2 separate regions of the Anas platyrhynchos genome follow, and region 2 is linked to region 1. A link is a contact called in public Hi-C data. All regions are on one chromosome and are shown on one strand. Each heading gives the region's core, a stretch centred on a gene start, on an enhancer-like site or on the middle of the called end of the contact. The rest is flanking DNA. Distances are from core to core; before and after follow the strand shown. Region 1 holds the start of LAMB3 (laminin subunit beta 3). Region 2 overlaps LAMB3 (laminin subunit beta 3).

The links. Hi-C and Micro-C count contacts between places; a contact is called where the count stands out from the background.
Region 2: a Hi-C map of liver shows a contact between it and region 1, with 3 times the contacts expected there. The contact joins the enhancer-like site here to the promoter of LAMB3 in region 1. A contact is called at or near these places in 3 of 8 Hi-C or Micro-C datasets (liver, skeletal muscle and subcutaneous adipose tissue).

What each region holds. Positions count from the first base shown.
Region 1 is chr27:7,876,785-7,884,326 of IASCAAS_PekinDuck_T2T, forward strand. LAMB3 (laminin subunit beta 3) reads left to right here and starts at 1,479. Exons shown (of 24, transcript XM_072028251.1): 1 at 1,479-1,678. TRAF3IP3 (TRAF3 interacting protein 3) reads right to left here. Exons shown (of 16, transcript XM_072028260.1): 8 at 5,174-5,245; 9 at 4,766-4,906; 10 at 4,102-4,239; 11 at 3,792-3,927; 12 at 3,107-3,190; 13 at 2,968-3,027; 14 at 2,291-2,439; 15 at 901-1,014; 16 at 455-709. The coding sequence ends at 626.
Region 2 is chr27:7,916,543-7,923,345 of IASCAAS_PekinDuck_T2T, forward strand. The region is part of intron 4 of LAMB3 (laminin subunit beta 3); the gene reads left to right. Among named protein-coding and RNA genes, the nearest start is that of G0S2, 13 kb to the left of the region's middle. Within about 2 kb of position 5,164, at least 7 of the 8 cell types and tissues checked have an H3K27ac peak or open chromatin away from gene starts, as enhancers often do. A contact at or near this core is called in subcutaneous adipose tissue, where this site is marked.

The sequences.
Region 1 (7,542 bases), core at 229-2,728:
CCAAAAGGGGATAAAAAACACTGCCTGTTGAATTAATGTGGCACTGACCATGAAGGAAGTGGACACAGCTGTGGGGATGCTGCCATGAGACAGGCCGCTGGTAGGCTGGAGGAATGGTGGCTGAACTCGGGACAGGGGGAGGGTGGTGGGGAAGCTGCTTGGGATGGGGTTCATGGGGGTGATACAGAAAGCCCTTCTGAGGACTGGTTCTTTGTCAGCATTAAGAAATGGTCTGGGGTTCTGTGTTTCCCATGCACAGAGACAATAAATGAAGTGAACTGAGTACTCCTCTAAACATATACACATGGTTCCCAAACACACGGGACAACAGCTCTCTGCTGCCCTGTCTCTCCCATTCCCCATGAGCTGTTTGAGTGTCAGTTTGGGTGTTTTTGTCCCTCAGGGCAGGAACTGGGCAGTGCAATCTTGAGCTGAAGAGGAATAACCAGAGCAGTGAAGGGAAGGGGCAATCCCCCTGCATTTATTGGAGCTGTGTCAGTTTGCCTGGAGTGAGCCCAGCCCAGGGTACGAACCAGGGTAAGTATAAGAGCAGCAGAAGGTGCGTCACTTGTTGCTGCTGGTGAAGCAGAAGTCAGTTTCGAACAGAAGTCGCTGAGAAGATGCCTCACGGTCGGTAGTTTGCGAGGAAGGCAGCCATGGCCATTGCTATCACTGCCAGCAGAAGAGGGAGCCAGTTACCACGCTGTCTCTGCAAAGAGAAGCAAGCATTACCAGGAAGCTGGTGGGCAGAAGAAACTTCTCATTGTTCCTAACAGACCTCATTCATCTTTAAACACTGCCCGGATAAACGGGAGAACTGTCCCAGACCCATGTGGAAACAAACAACAGGGAAGCTCTGGGACCATGTGCCGCGGGGCTGAGGCGAGGAACATCTCCCACCTTTGCTGGCTTGCTCTGGACGTGGTTGAGCTCGTCCCGGCACTGGCGCAGCCTGGTCAGGCAGGAGCGGTACTCCTCGCTCAGGGCCTCCAGCTCGGCGCGCAGCTCCTGGCACTGCAAGGGGACGTTAGCGGGGGCGTTAGCGGGAGCGAGCCCCACGGTGCCAGGCACACCGAGACCGGCAGGGCTCCCGCAGCAGCCGTGGCTCTTCGCCTGTGCACGGGCAGCCTGGTGATGGGGGAGTTTCACTTCTGCCACCTCTGTGCCCACATATACCTGCACAGGACAGAGCAGATTTCAGGGTTACATGGTGACGCAGCCCGTGCCCTGGTTATTCCCGTCCTGTGACCTGTTTGCTTTCGCTGCCGTCTTTCATGGGAGAAAACAGCAATAGCTATTTTTTTGTGTGTAAGTCAGGAGGTAAAAAATCATGGGAGGGGGTTCACTTTGCTCTGTGAGAGCAGTGGAACGTATAGGGCGGGTGCCTCGGTCACGCTGCACGTCCCCAAATCCCAGAGAGCACCCTCAGTCCCAACCAGCCGCACGGTGCAAGACCCTGCCACCTCCTGGGTCCCAGCTGCCCTGCATCCCCAGCACCTGCAGCTGGTCCCCGCAGCTGGTCCCTATTGCTGGGGTTGCACTTTTACAAACTCCGTCCCCAGCTGGGGCAGGGTGCTGCCTGATACTGCTGGTGCCCTCACTGGAGTCGGGCTGTAGGACAACTCTTCCTCCTGCGCCGTTCCCAGGTCTGCTATGGAACGTTGCAAATCTTATTTTCGTAAGTCTCCATTACCTAAATTGCACTGTAAGAAATAGAGGACTGTTGGTGGCGGGTAGAGGGCGCAGTTTGTGCTGTGGTTTTGAGTCCTGAAGCAGTCTCTGATACGGGAGAGACCATGCAAGAGGAAACTTGCATGGTCAGGAAACTCTGAGTTTTTTATGGTCAAGTTTTACATTCTTGTTTTTTTGTTTGGTTGGTTTGTTTTGTCTTTTAGTGTTAGCAGACCCTTCGTGTTATCTGTGAACCTTTTCTTTTCCTCTGGTTCATTTGTGCTCAGGATTTCAGCTCTTAAAGCGTTGCTTTGGCTTTTCCCTATTTCTCTCCCTGAACTGGGTTCACCTGCAGAGGCTCAGCCGGAGCTGCTGAAGCAGTGCCCCTGGTCACAAAGCTGCTCAGTGCCCCAGCCTTGTGCACACCTGTTGTGGGCTGTAGCTGAGGCTGGTATCAAAAGAAAAAATCAGCAAAGGTAATCCTTGGAGCAGGTTCCAGGAGCAGTCTGGAGCCCTGGCTGCCTTCAGGAGCTTTAATGCGTTGTTTTCCTGCTCGCTCCTGGGAGCTCAGTCCCTAGCGGGGTGACTCCATCCTAGCTGTGACTCAGTGCTTCCTCACCTCGTTCTCCTTTGCTGTAAGCTGAGATGTCCTTTCCTGCATCTCAGCCTTCAGGCTTTCTTCTGCCTCCTCCTCAGGGTGCTTTAACAGAGCATTTTGTGTTTCCTTGGCAGGAGGGAGAGGTGGGCTCTGCGTGGTGAAAACCTGATCTAGAAAACAGTCAGGCTTCTGATGAGAAACAGGTCCTGGCTTCCAGTTTGCTTTGTATCTTGTATACTCAGCACAGTTTAAAGATAATATTTGCATGCTATGCACAGAGAGGAGCTGAGTTAGTTATCATAGCCTTGCCTCTCCTGCAGATGCAAGTTAATCATCTTTAGAGGAGTATTTCCAAGTAGTTGCCAGAAATGGAAGGGAAGGAGAGTTAAAATGCCTTTTATTACTTCAAGTACAGCTGTAATTGCAGTTACAAACTGGAATCTATCTATAAATCTATATATTTTTAAAAAAGTATAGCCACTGAAGTAGAATTTGCAATGAAATCCCTTTATTTTTTTAAGTACTTGCCATCATAAATACACTTGAAATTTAAAGTTAACTAACAAAATATAACCAATTTCACACAGTTTTAAAATAATCATTTATTCTAAACAAATAAAAACTGTTCCTAGAGTCACTTTTAACATTCCCATGTCCAGCTAGAGGAGTGCTAGATGGGAGTTAGAAAGTTTGCTGACCTTTCCTTTGCACCATCGCTTCCTGCATTTTCCTCTCGTTGGTCTGGTTCTGCAGCAAGTCTGAGGACATAAAAAGTCACCATCAGTGGCCACGGCACCAACGCAGGTCTTTCGTGCTGTGCTTCTTTGTGTTACTTACTGTGTAGGTGGCTGATTGTCACCTCCAAGGATAGCTTCTGGTTTTGTAATGTTAGCTTCTGATTTTGTTCTTTTTGCAGTTTACCTGAAATAATAATAGTAAGAAAACCTGAAATAATAAGAAAATCAGGGTTGATACAAATCTCCATGTGTTTTTATGCAAGTATGGCAGATTTCCCTTTCTCCAAATGTGTAAAGTGGAGCAGAGATTGTTGGGTCCACTGAAATTTAATCTCTGAAGGAATGTACTTTTTAGCTATTAATTACACTTGCAGTTTTGGTAGCTTCTTCTAGTGCATCTTAAATGATGAATAAATTAATTGAATGTGCTTTAAACCCGTTTGAGTGAGACTATTGTGAAAGCTGAACTGCCAGCCAACTGGTGTTCCTTAATTTTGTTTTAAAATAGCCATGAGAAACAATTACTGATCTCTGACTTTCTAGGTTTCCCATTCCACTCTGTCTTCTTGGGAAGTCACTTGGCTTTCCTGAAACACCTCTAATCTGGTTGGAAGCTATGTTCGGAGCCCTTTTGGAAACCAGAGGCTCTCTGCAAGCTGAGATGTGCAATGCATTCAGAGGAAGATAATTCTGGGTGTGCTTGGCTGTCAGGATCAGGCCTTTACGAGTATCTGCTTTATATCTGTCCTCCACTGGGAGGAGCGTCCCGTCCCCCTGCGCGGTACCTTCGATGGTGCTGATGTGCTCAGCTTGGAGCTGGTTGTCCTCCTGCAAGGCGCTGGCGTGCTGCTGGAGCTCGGCGTGTTCCTGCTGCAGGCGGTCCAGGGCCTGCTGGAGCTGCTCGTTCTGTGCCGCTGTGTGCTGGGGCGAGAGGAGCCTGGTGTTAGTGGGGGCACGTGAGGGGGGCACCCGAACGGAGGAGGACAGAGTAATTGTGCTTCACCAAACTGGCTTTTTTTTTTTTTTTTTTTTAATTAGGTGGGAAAAGCGGGCTCAGTGGGAGATGGTGCCGTTCCCGCAGGGGAGCTGACGTACTTGCAGTTTGCTTTGCAGAATGTGGAGGTTGCTCTCCAGCTCGCTCTGCGTCTTGGTCATCTGGGTCCACTCGGCTTTGAGCGTGGTGTAGTGCACCTTCCAGAGGGCCAGGTCCTCCCTCGTCACCTCCAGGCATCTCTGGGGGAAGCGGGGACCGCGGGTGGACCTGCTGCCCATGGGACTGTGCCGCGGGAGGCCAGGGGGAGGCCAGCCTCACGCTGCCCCAGCCCCACGCTGCTCCAACCTGTCGTAACCTGGCATGGATCTGATGCCGTGGGACGATGTGGGGACAGGGAAGGCTGGTAGGGCTTGGGACACGATTTGGTTAGTGTCCTGAAAATGCCTGCCAGCAGTTTCCTTTGATCCGCAGGATGCCTCCTGGGAAAAAGCTGTTTGGATGTGAAGTCACACCAGAGAAAGCATCTCCAGAGACCTCGTGTGCTGGATGCTGTGTGCGGCTTGTGGCTTGGTGGGCATGGGGAGGGGATGGGGTGAGGAGTGGGGCAGCAAAGGGAACACACTCCTAACTGCTGAGCAGCGGTGTGTGTCTCCAGATGTGCTGTTCTTAATAACCTGATGTGGGGCTTACGTGAACACAGGTTGGCACTAAACTGACCTTGCTCAGTAACTTAAAAAACAATCAGGTATAAAACACGTTTCTTACCTGAGAGTTTTGCAGCTGCTGCTCTGCTTGGAGTTTGTCTTCGAGCATCTTCTGAAGAGCCTCCTTCGCCTTCTGCTCATAGGTCTGCTTCTGGTCCTCCATCTCTATCAGGATCTTCTTCACGCACTCCTTTGAGTAACTCTTTAATGGAGGAACAGAAGTGCTCGAAGGGTCTTATCTGGCATATTCCTAATCTTGCTAAGCCTGAATGTTAGCAAATCCACAGTGTGTAAGCGCTACTGTTAATTTACTGTGAAACATTGCTTCAGCAAAGAGGAGAAATACTTTTCAGATCCATATCTAATCAGATTGCTCTAGAAACTGAGACCCGACCTAATTACATGATTCAGTATTTCATTTTCATGCCTTTCTTCACCCGTGTTTGTTTCTCAGAGAATCGGGCATTACCTGGGTGCAGGCCTGCAGCTGATTTTCAAGGGCCCTTAGTTTGCACTTCAGTTTGTCTTCATTCAGCTGACCCTGGGGAAAAACAATTGGCCCAGTGTGTGTAAATCAAAAATTATACAATACGCCTCTGATGTTTTGTTAGCTTGTTTGTTCTCTATCTCCCTTTTCTTCTATATTGTGGCTAAACTTGGTCAAAATCTTTTCAGTGCTTAGAGCTCAAATAATCCTTCACAATCCCAGAATAGGTGGGTTACGGGGGAAGGAAAACCTTTACGCACTGGAAAACCCTGCGGAGGCAGAGTGTGGGTGCCTGCAGTAGGAGAAGGAAAGATGATGAAGTGATTTCACACCAGGTGGGATGGAATTGTCGGACACACGGCCACTGTCTGTCCTGCAGGCCGTGCTCCCTGCTCCTGCCTGCACCACTCGGTGCCTGCAGCCCGGCGGTGCCGGCTCTGCTCCTGCTGCTGGCATTGGGAAATGGCCCGGGTCTGCCTTGCGACATCGAGCAGCTGGGCAGGGGGACGGATGGCAGTAGTGGTGATTCATTTTCCCTATTATCATCTCCTCTCGGTGTTAGTCAGACTTTTTACTTAGGTTTTGTGAAACCAGACTGCATGCAAATTCAGATAAAAATTTCTAGCAAAGGGTTCACGTAGGCTGTTTTTCCACCGCTGATACTGAGAACATCAGTACCATCTCTGCTTACTGCTGTTTGAAGTCAGGCCTCTGAATAAGCAGCTCCTTGATGTTACGGGAAGAGCTGTCAGACCCAAGCAAAACCAGACTCTCTGGTGTCTTAGCACTGCTCAGATTTGCACAGAAGTCAGTTTACAGTCGCAAAGAATAAAGCTTCCCAGTTCAGTTAATACAACAAAACCTGAAGGCTATATCCCCTTAGAAAGTAGGTGGAATTTTGAAAAGCAATTTTAAATGTAGACTTTAATGCCTAACTTTGCTCTGCAGTGCGTTTCATTCTGCTCTCTGCAGAGGTTCGCAGGGGAGGGTGGTGGTGGTGGTTCACAGCCCTTGTGCACAGATGTAAATGACTCTGCAAAGTACCAGGCAATGGAGCACCAGGCCCTTCCTACGCTTGGGAGCAGAAATGTGCTGGCAAACTCCTTTAATGAGGATACAGCTTACAAATTGGTGAAAGAACATACGGTATGGAGATTTCCCTAAATGGAACAAACTGCCTGTTGCCAGAACAGCGTGTCGGCGAGGGGCGAGTGGGCTTGTGCACATGCGAGGGAGGGCGTGAGCAGTCGTGCCTCTGACCAGAAAAGTTGTGTGAGCTAATCTTGGGCAAGCCCTTGTGCTGACAATTATGGACATGAAAGGAGCTGGTTTAAAGCACCACCACTACCCCCAGGAAAAAAAACTCCCCAAACCACCCCACAATAACAAAACCTTATTGCTACCGCTGTCAGATGGCGGTTGTTTTTTTCCTGTCTTCTGCAGTGTCTCACGTGGTGCTGTTTTTGAACACCACCTGGGGATCCTAGCATGAGAGCCCAAGAACAAAAACGCAGTCAGAGGAGAGGACTGGGGCTGGTGTTCAAAATGCGCTCCTGCAAATGCTGGATTTGAATTCACCAAAGCCCTCGAGTCTGAAGTTACAGCCTGAGCAGCTCCAAAAACCTTTGCTTTAAAACCATTCTGCATTTTTCTGCGGCTGTCACTCAAGTGCCATACACATCTTTAAAACTGTTCTGGGCCAGCAGCCGCAGTGGTCTGGTTGTCCTGTGACGGGGGAATTTCCCCTGATACTCCTTTCTGCTAGCCATTTTAAATAGCTAGTTTAAAGCGATAATTTTTAAGTGCTGTTTCTGGAGAACTTCCAGTTTGCCCAAACACGATGCCTGTGCTAGAAAAATGGGTCCAGAAAGTTACAGGAATGCACTGGATATGACAAAGAGCTTAAAATTGGCAGGGCTCCAAGACATTTCCAATAGCCTGGCTCAACTGTAGAGCTCAGAAAGGGATGCAAATGATTTAAAGGAATAATTCTCTTTAAGAAGAGCACAGCTCAGAAGTAACTGCTCTTAACAACCATGACTGACTTAGCTTCCTGCACCTGGCAGTGTTTTTGAACCAACAAAGCCAGTTGTACAACTGATGGGGTCTGAGTGCCGGACCTGTGGTGGGACAGGCTCCAGCCTGGAGGTAAAACCACAGGGAGGAGGAACGGGGCACCCATCCCTGCGGGGTAACGATGCTCCCATCCTCCTGCACAGCATTCACTTGCTCCATCAAATGAGAATCACCCAGGAACATGAGCAATAACTCAAAAAACAACCATGTGGCCATTTCAAGACTTACTGCTGGCTGGTTGGGAAGGATTTAAAAGCTGCTGCAGCACACACAGG
Region 2 (6,803 bases), core at 3,914-6,413, 43 kb after region 1:
CCCCCTAAACCTGTAGGCCCAGGTGTGGCAGCGAGCTGGCGGTGGTCTCGCTGGGCTGCAGACCTCCCACTGTGTGCGGCTGGGAGCTGCTGCTTGGTGTGAAGCTGGGGCAGCTCCCTGGCTGACGAACATGAGCATCACATCCCCTGGCTCCTCTCCTGGTGCAGTGCTGGCCTTTGTCAGGCCTGGGATCTGCAGCCAGGCATCGCCTCCGCTCAGGCTCCCAGTGGCTTCCCAGGAGCAGGGCTGGTTGCTCGCCTGCTGGGCAGAGCACAGAACCCCTGCTGCTTCTCAAAGCTGGGGAAAAAGGCAAGGAATTATTTCTGGTCTGAGTTAATTTATTTTTTCTTCATGGTTTATTTTAATTTTGGAGCAGAATTAGTGTGTGTAATGACTACCACAGTTAAAAGGATTTTGGAACAATTAACAGTGGTATGTTAATTTGGATTCACCACTTCTAGCTTTAGGGCCCTTGGGCACCCAGTTCCCTCACATATGTGACCCGTTCCTTTACTGGAATCAGAGCCCCTCACTTCTGTTCCTCTTTGCAGCTGTAATGACTACTGCAAGTTATGGATACTTCAACTCCTATCTTAGCAGAAGGAGAAATCCTCATGCATTAAACATTTACAAATTTAAGCAAAAATGAATCCCCTGAACTCACTTTTTCCTTTTCCCATCCCATGGAAAAGTGGGACAGTTCATTTGTCGACTCTTCTGCCTTTTTTTTTTTTTTTTGTTACACTTCTCGCTCGTGATTTGGTGCCAAATAGGTACAAATCTGGAGTCAGTTTTGCAATCTCAGCAGAGGGCATGGGATGAGGGGTTGCTCTGGCTGCCGATGCCCCCGTGCCAGCTGGCGGCTGCGAGCTGTCTGGCCCCACCGCCAGCCCCGCGGCCCCCCGGGGGCTCTTTTGCAATGCTGCTGGGCTGCTCACTGTGGGCACCGATCTCGGCCCCTGCTCCGTTGTCTGCTCCAGCATTCTGGCTCCAGATCCCTCTAACCTTTATACTTTGCACCGCCGATTGCTCCATGCCTTGGCTGCGAAAGCCAGGAGAGCCTCGGAATGGCCATTTATAGCACAGGGACTGCGGCGATGATTAGCAAAGTGATGGGGGGTGGAAACCAGGCAGACCAATGGAAACCACTCAGTGCTCAGGAAATGGCTGTTGGAGTCAGCGGGGAAGCGAAAGGAAGATGGAAAATGAAAGGGAAAAATAGGTGGCCCTAGATTTGGAGTCCTAAAGGCACTGATGGATGTGGCAAGACTCCCAAGCGAGGTGTGATTCAAGGCCCCGTTAACTTATCTCTGTATTTAAATGCTAAGCATAGTGCTTTGGTAGCAATATGGGCAGCTGTAGCTGAGGGAAGGTGTGGTGTGATTTTCACGCGGATTATCAGGTTCCTGGCCCGGCTGCCCCTTCTGTGGACAGCGCGAAGGCTTCGTGCTGCATTCGGCTCTGCAACACTACTGCCTTGGCTGGTTCTTGCTGCATGAGATCAATGCTTCTCAAGAGATGCTTCTGTCCTCTGGGCTCCTGCAATGTTTTCAGCTTGAGGACTTATTCAGAACTAGAAAATAGCTACAGACTATTCTGGATATTTTCTTAATTCGGAGGTATCCGAAGCACCCTCCACATCACTGTGAAATCTTTTGTCAAAGAGGCAGGATAAGGAAAAAACAGGTTTCCTTCTGTTTGTTCCACTTCCTAGAGCAAAGCAGTTTGTGTCCATGTGGCAATTACATGGGTCCTCCCACCCTGACCCTGGGAAACTTGTGATATGAAAATGTTGTTTGTGTAAGGTCAATGACTGAGCTTTTCTGCCTTTTCTCACCTGCTTTTCATGGGCGTGTGGAGGATGTGAGCAATGAAGGGTGAGAATCACCCTCCTCATGCTGTGATGTGGGGTTAGCTGGGTGAGGATGCGAGGTGGCAGGCACCCGAGGAGCCTAATCCGTGCACAACTCAGTGCAGGAGTGCAAGACCACCGGGCAGTGGCAGAGGGCTTCTCCTGGTGCCGGTGGCAGGGCTGGTCGGTAGCATCTCTCCCCATTGTGTTTAAGCACCCCTGTGCCCCCCAGCTCGTTTGCTTTTTAGACCCCAGTTGTGAATCAAACCCAAGTCTTTTGCAGAGAAAAAAAGCATCCTCAGAACTGGGAAATGACTGTGGTCGGATGGGACCGCAGGGGATCCCCCTGCTCAGCGCAGGGCTCCTGGTGTAGGCTGTTGCTTCATAATGTCAAGGTTCACGCCGAATAATTTGTATTCCTGACCCATCGGAGGTAGCAGAGCAGCCATGGGTTGCTGCCCTGTGCTTATCACATCCTGCTCTGGCATCCAGACACACCTCGTTCTTGGCTGCAGGGATGTGTCTCTACCTGCAGTGAATTCAGAAGAAAAAAAAAAAGGCAATTTCCCACTTCTTTCCCCCTCCTCCTCCATTCTCTCTATCTTTTTTTGCTACACAAGTGCAAATTGCCACATATGCTCTGAGACATCACGTCATCCCCTCGCAGACAAGCTGCAGAGGCAGCCGGGCCCCAGCAGCGTGCGGAGAGCTGGGCCCAGCTCGTGCAGGATGGATTTGCAGACTGTCATCCTGGCAGGTTTTAAATAAAGCTTTTCTGAGGGGAGATGATGCGAGAACAGACTGGGTGAGGAAAACAGGCACCCACATGCTTGCTTTTAAGCAAGAGGAATGAACTTCGTTTCCTTAAGCCTCAGGCATGGGATGCTTGTCCTGCTCCTGCGATCACCTCTGAATTTGGGGAGTGCCAGTAAAACCAGACGGAGAGACAGAGTTCTGTTCATGTTTTGAGCACGACCTCAGAGCACATGGTCTCACTTCTGACCAGCCAAGCAAGGAGGTGGCGTGGGATGTTGTGGCTAACACATCCACCTGTGCTTCGAGCTGAAGCATGGTCCAGCTTTGCAGCTCCAAATTTCTCGCTGAGAAGTTTAACCACGATGACGTCCATGGGTAACCTCTACAGCATCTTCCCGTGGGAAGCATATGGAGCTCTTACTGCTCCGCTGGCCCGGTACGGAAATGTTGTGCAGCTGGTGCTAGCGGGGAAGTCAAACGGGCTGGAAAAGGGAATTGCATAACTCAGCTTTAACAGGTGTCCTTGTTCCTAACATAACGTCTTGCTGCCAAGCCTGTTTTCAAATAATGCTCTGCCTCTCTGTATGCACACATATACATACGAATTCCTACCACCTTCCACGCTGTCCCCAAATAAACCTGGCACAGCAATTACCGTCCCGGGCGGTACTAAGCGTGCAAGACCCCACGAGGTCCCCTGTGGGAGGCAGTGTGCCAGGAGCCCGACTGACACACTGCCTCCGACTGACACGGGCCGGGACAAGAACAGGGCCTCCAAGGTCTCCACAGCGATTAAAGGTTTCCATTTCATGACTGGAGAGAGGCAGCTTCCCATATTTGCTGATGGGATTTATTTTGGGTTACACGCTTCTGCCAGCAGGTTATGTTTCAAGGGCTCTCTGCTCGTATTGAAATGGCAGCTGCAGCTCTGTGAAATACTTTGGGCAGAGTCCATCAGCTTCGAATGGTTTGAGGTTTTCTGCCCCAAAAAAAGGGGAGGGGAGGTGCGGGAGGTGAGTTGGTGGCTGGTTCACAAGGTCAGAGCAGGAGAGCAGCAAAACCCTGAAGCAGAGCCGCGGGGGAGCCTTCACAGCTGGTGGTCACCTGCAGAGACATGGGCTCGTTCCTCTCGTGGAGCACATCATGCATCCCGGTTTGCAGTTTGGGCTGCTTTTCCATGTAATGTACTGACATCCCCAGCAGCTGGCTGTTCCTTTGCATAATTATTTTTCCTCCACCATTTCTTTCTAAACCACAAACCTGTTTATTCTCAACGCGCTAGCTTTTCCTCTCAAATGTCCTTCTCCTGATAGGAGGGTAGCTAGCAGTTTCCAAGCAGACCTACATTTTCTTTTGCTTTCCTATATCCCTTATCCCTTTCCAGCCCTGGGTCTGACAGCTACTGGAGCTCACGCCCCTTCTTCGTGCCGGTAGCACTCGGTTTGTGGTCTTTGCTGTTTGGCAGAGAGGGGAGGAGAGACGGAGAGCCGGGGCCAGGGGCTTGGTGGCCAAGCTTGGACTGTGCCCTCTGAATTTCCCTTCCCGTCACGTCCTCCCACAGCCCTGGTCTATTCCTGGCAAGCCCGGCTCAGATCAATCTACTGAGGCTGCTGCTCTGCTGCTGAAAATGAGGGGGAGAACTGGGGAAAGATGGGCTCCTGGAAACTCTCCCCTCAACCCGGAGCTGGAATGTCATTTTTGGTAATTCCCTCTGTCCCAAGGAACTTTGAGACACATAGTCACAGGCAGTAATAGTGAATTCTTGTGTTGTGCAATAGAGGAATTTCATAATATGCTCAGAGTACATGAAATGAGTTTTGTTTCCAGTGTTAATTTTAGCCTCAATAAAAATCGGGGCAGGGGGAGGGGGGCAACAACACTCTTTTCACACTCAGGTCTGTGGCTGTGGGAGGAATTTTTTTTTTTTAATTTTTTTTTCTCCTCCTTGGCAGGGAATGGAGCCAAATTCCCTGGGCCCTGGTGCTGTGGGGCTGGCAGCAGGCACAGCCTGTGCAGGGGTCTGGGATGTGCTGGGAGGGCCCCGCAGATAAAGCAGGGAAACCATAAATTGGCCAAGGTTTGCTGCCAGCTCTGCTTCGTGGTGGCTAGGATGTGTTTGTGTCTGTGGCCCTATGAATGGTCTTCATAAGTATGCATGAGTAACTCCCACTGAATTATTGAGCTGACATTGACCTTTCCCCTTGCAGGAAGCCTTCCTCCCCCCTGCTCTAATCACAGTCAGAACCGTTGTGAAGTTTAATCATTATTGGCAATTGTTGGCTAGATTATTTCTGGGGATAATTGCCGTAGCTTTCCTGACACTCTGCTGCTAGCAGTCATTATCTGCAATGAATTCTTCTGACTGGATCAGATAACGTTTCTGATTTTATTGGCAGAGCCAGGAGGAGTTGGTAAAGCCAGGGAAATTGCATGATTATATAGTCTGAAGCCTCTCTGTTTGCTTACTCTGCAATATTGTTATAAATATTGTAGTTAGCCAACTCCTGTTCTGGGATATTTATAGACAGAGAACATAAAGAGTGGAAAATATTATGGAAACAGATTGGTTTACGCTGAGCATCTTCTCCCTGCCCAGTGCAGTGCCGAGAGGTTCCTGGGCCTGGGCAGGGAGCTCAGCTCGGGGGGTGCTGGAAGCTGACCCCTGGGCAGTTGTCCCGTTAATTTGTCTTTAAGTTAAAAAAAAAAAAGAAAAAAAAATGTGTTGATGGTTTTGAGTCCCTTTTCGTAGAAATAAGACTTGACTGACTTAGATGATCCTAACTCAGGAGTAAGGAAATAATTATAAATATGAATTGACCTTTCCGTGGTTTAAAAGGGAAAACAAAAACCTTCGTCCCACCGCACCCTCTGCCACTGCCTCCTGCTGCCTCTCCCAGGCACAGATTTCTCCCAAACCCAGCGTGTGTAGGATCATCAGCTGGAACCTGCTCCTTTGTTTAAGTAGCAGATGGGGCGATTTTAGCACGGAGAGGGGTACAAAGCACTGCTTGCCGCCTGCTGCGTGGCTCTGCTGCTGAAAGCCGATCCCATCACTGGGGTCCCAGATCCACCCGCGCCTCCGGTGCCATCTCACGGCCACCAGCCCTCGCAGTGGGGTGTCATGTTGCCGTCCCAGTGACAGCTGCTGTGCCTGGTGCCAGGGGCTCCCCTCCTTTCCCATCAAACCCAGTTCCTCCAGGACGACCTTTCCGCGCCGTCCCGGCTGATCCTGACACCGTGGGCAAATGCAGCGCTTGATCTTCTTCAATTTCTCAGCCTTTGGGATGTGTCAGGGTGAAACACGTGCCCCACCCCAGCATTTGGGTTGCTGCTTCACAGCTCTGCTGGCCAATGACTTCAGCTTCCAGCCTAAATAATTCGCATCATTCTGGCTTTTGGGACAACGCTGCCCTATGCCGCTCACCGCCCTCCTTGATGCGCAGCCCTGGGACCCTTTCCAGCAGGCAGCATCTGCTCTCCGTCCTTGTGGTGCCCAGCTGGAGGTGCTGAGTGCCCTTCTCGTGCTCTCCCCTGCCTGATGGCCACGTAGCTCGGTGCCGGGTGCTGCAGCCGAGGCCATCCCCTGCGGGTCTGCCGCAGGCTTGGTCATCACCCACGGCTGCACCGGCCCCCGGCACCTTCTTCTCCCCACCTCAGCTTCACCTGCAGGGTTCCCCCATGTCGTGGTGCCCTCACCCAGCCAATCTCCCTTCTCTGTGCCCAGCTCTCCCCTTGGCCAGGTTCTGGACCTTTCCTGCTCTGTCCCGTCTCTTGCTCAATCTCCTTTCTGCCCCTTTCCGCGTGTTTCTGAGCCCGCTCATGTGCTGCGGGCACCCAGCAGCCGTTCGGAAGCACCGGCACGGCGCGTTGCTTGGTTGGGGATTTGTTTGCTCCCCGGGGACCCTGTTTTCTCCAGACCCCGTGTTCCCTGGGCCACATCTGTTTGCTCCTTGAATGCCTTGCTCAAGTGAAGGGCTGAACTTTGAGCCACTCGACTTCCACCCGCTGACTTTTCACCCGCCGAGCTGTTTGCTGCCGCTTTGCTCGGAGGGGAGAGTGCAGAGGGGCCGAGCCCCGTGCAGGGTTTTGGATGCGAGAGAAAGGCCTTTCTGTTAGCCCAAACAAACAGCCCGCTCAGCCCTGTGCAAAAGGCAAGCTGGTGCTGAAAAGCTGCAAAGAGCTTTTTATCGAGAGC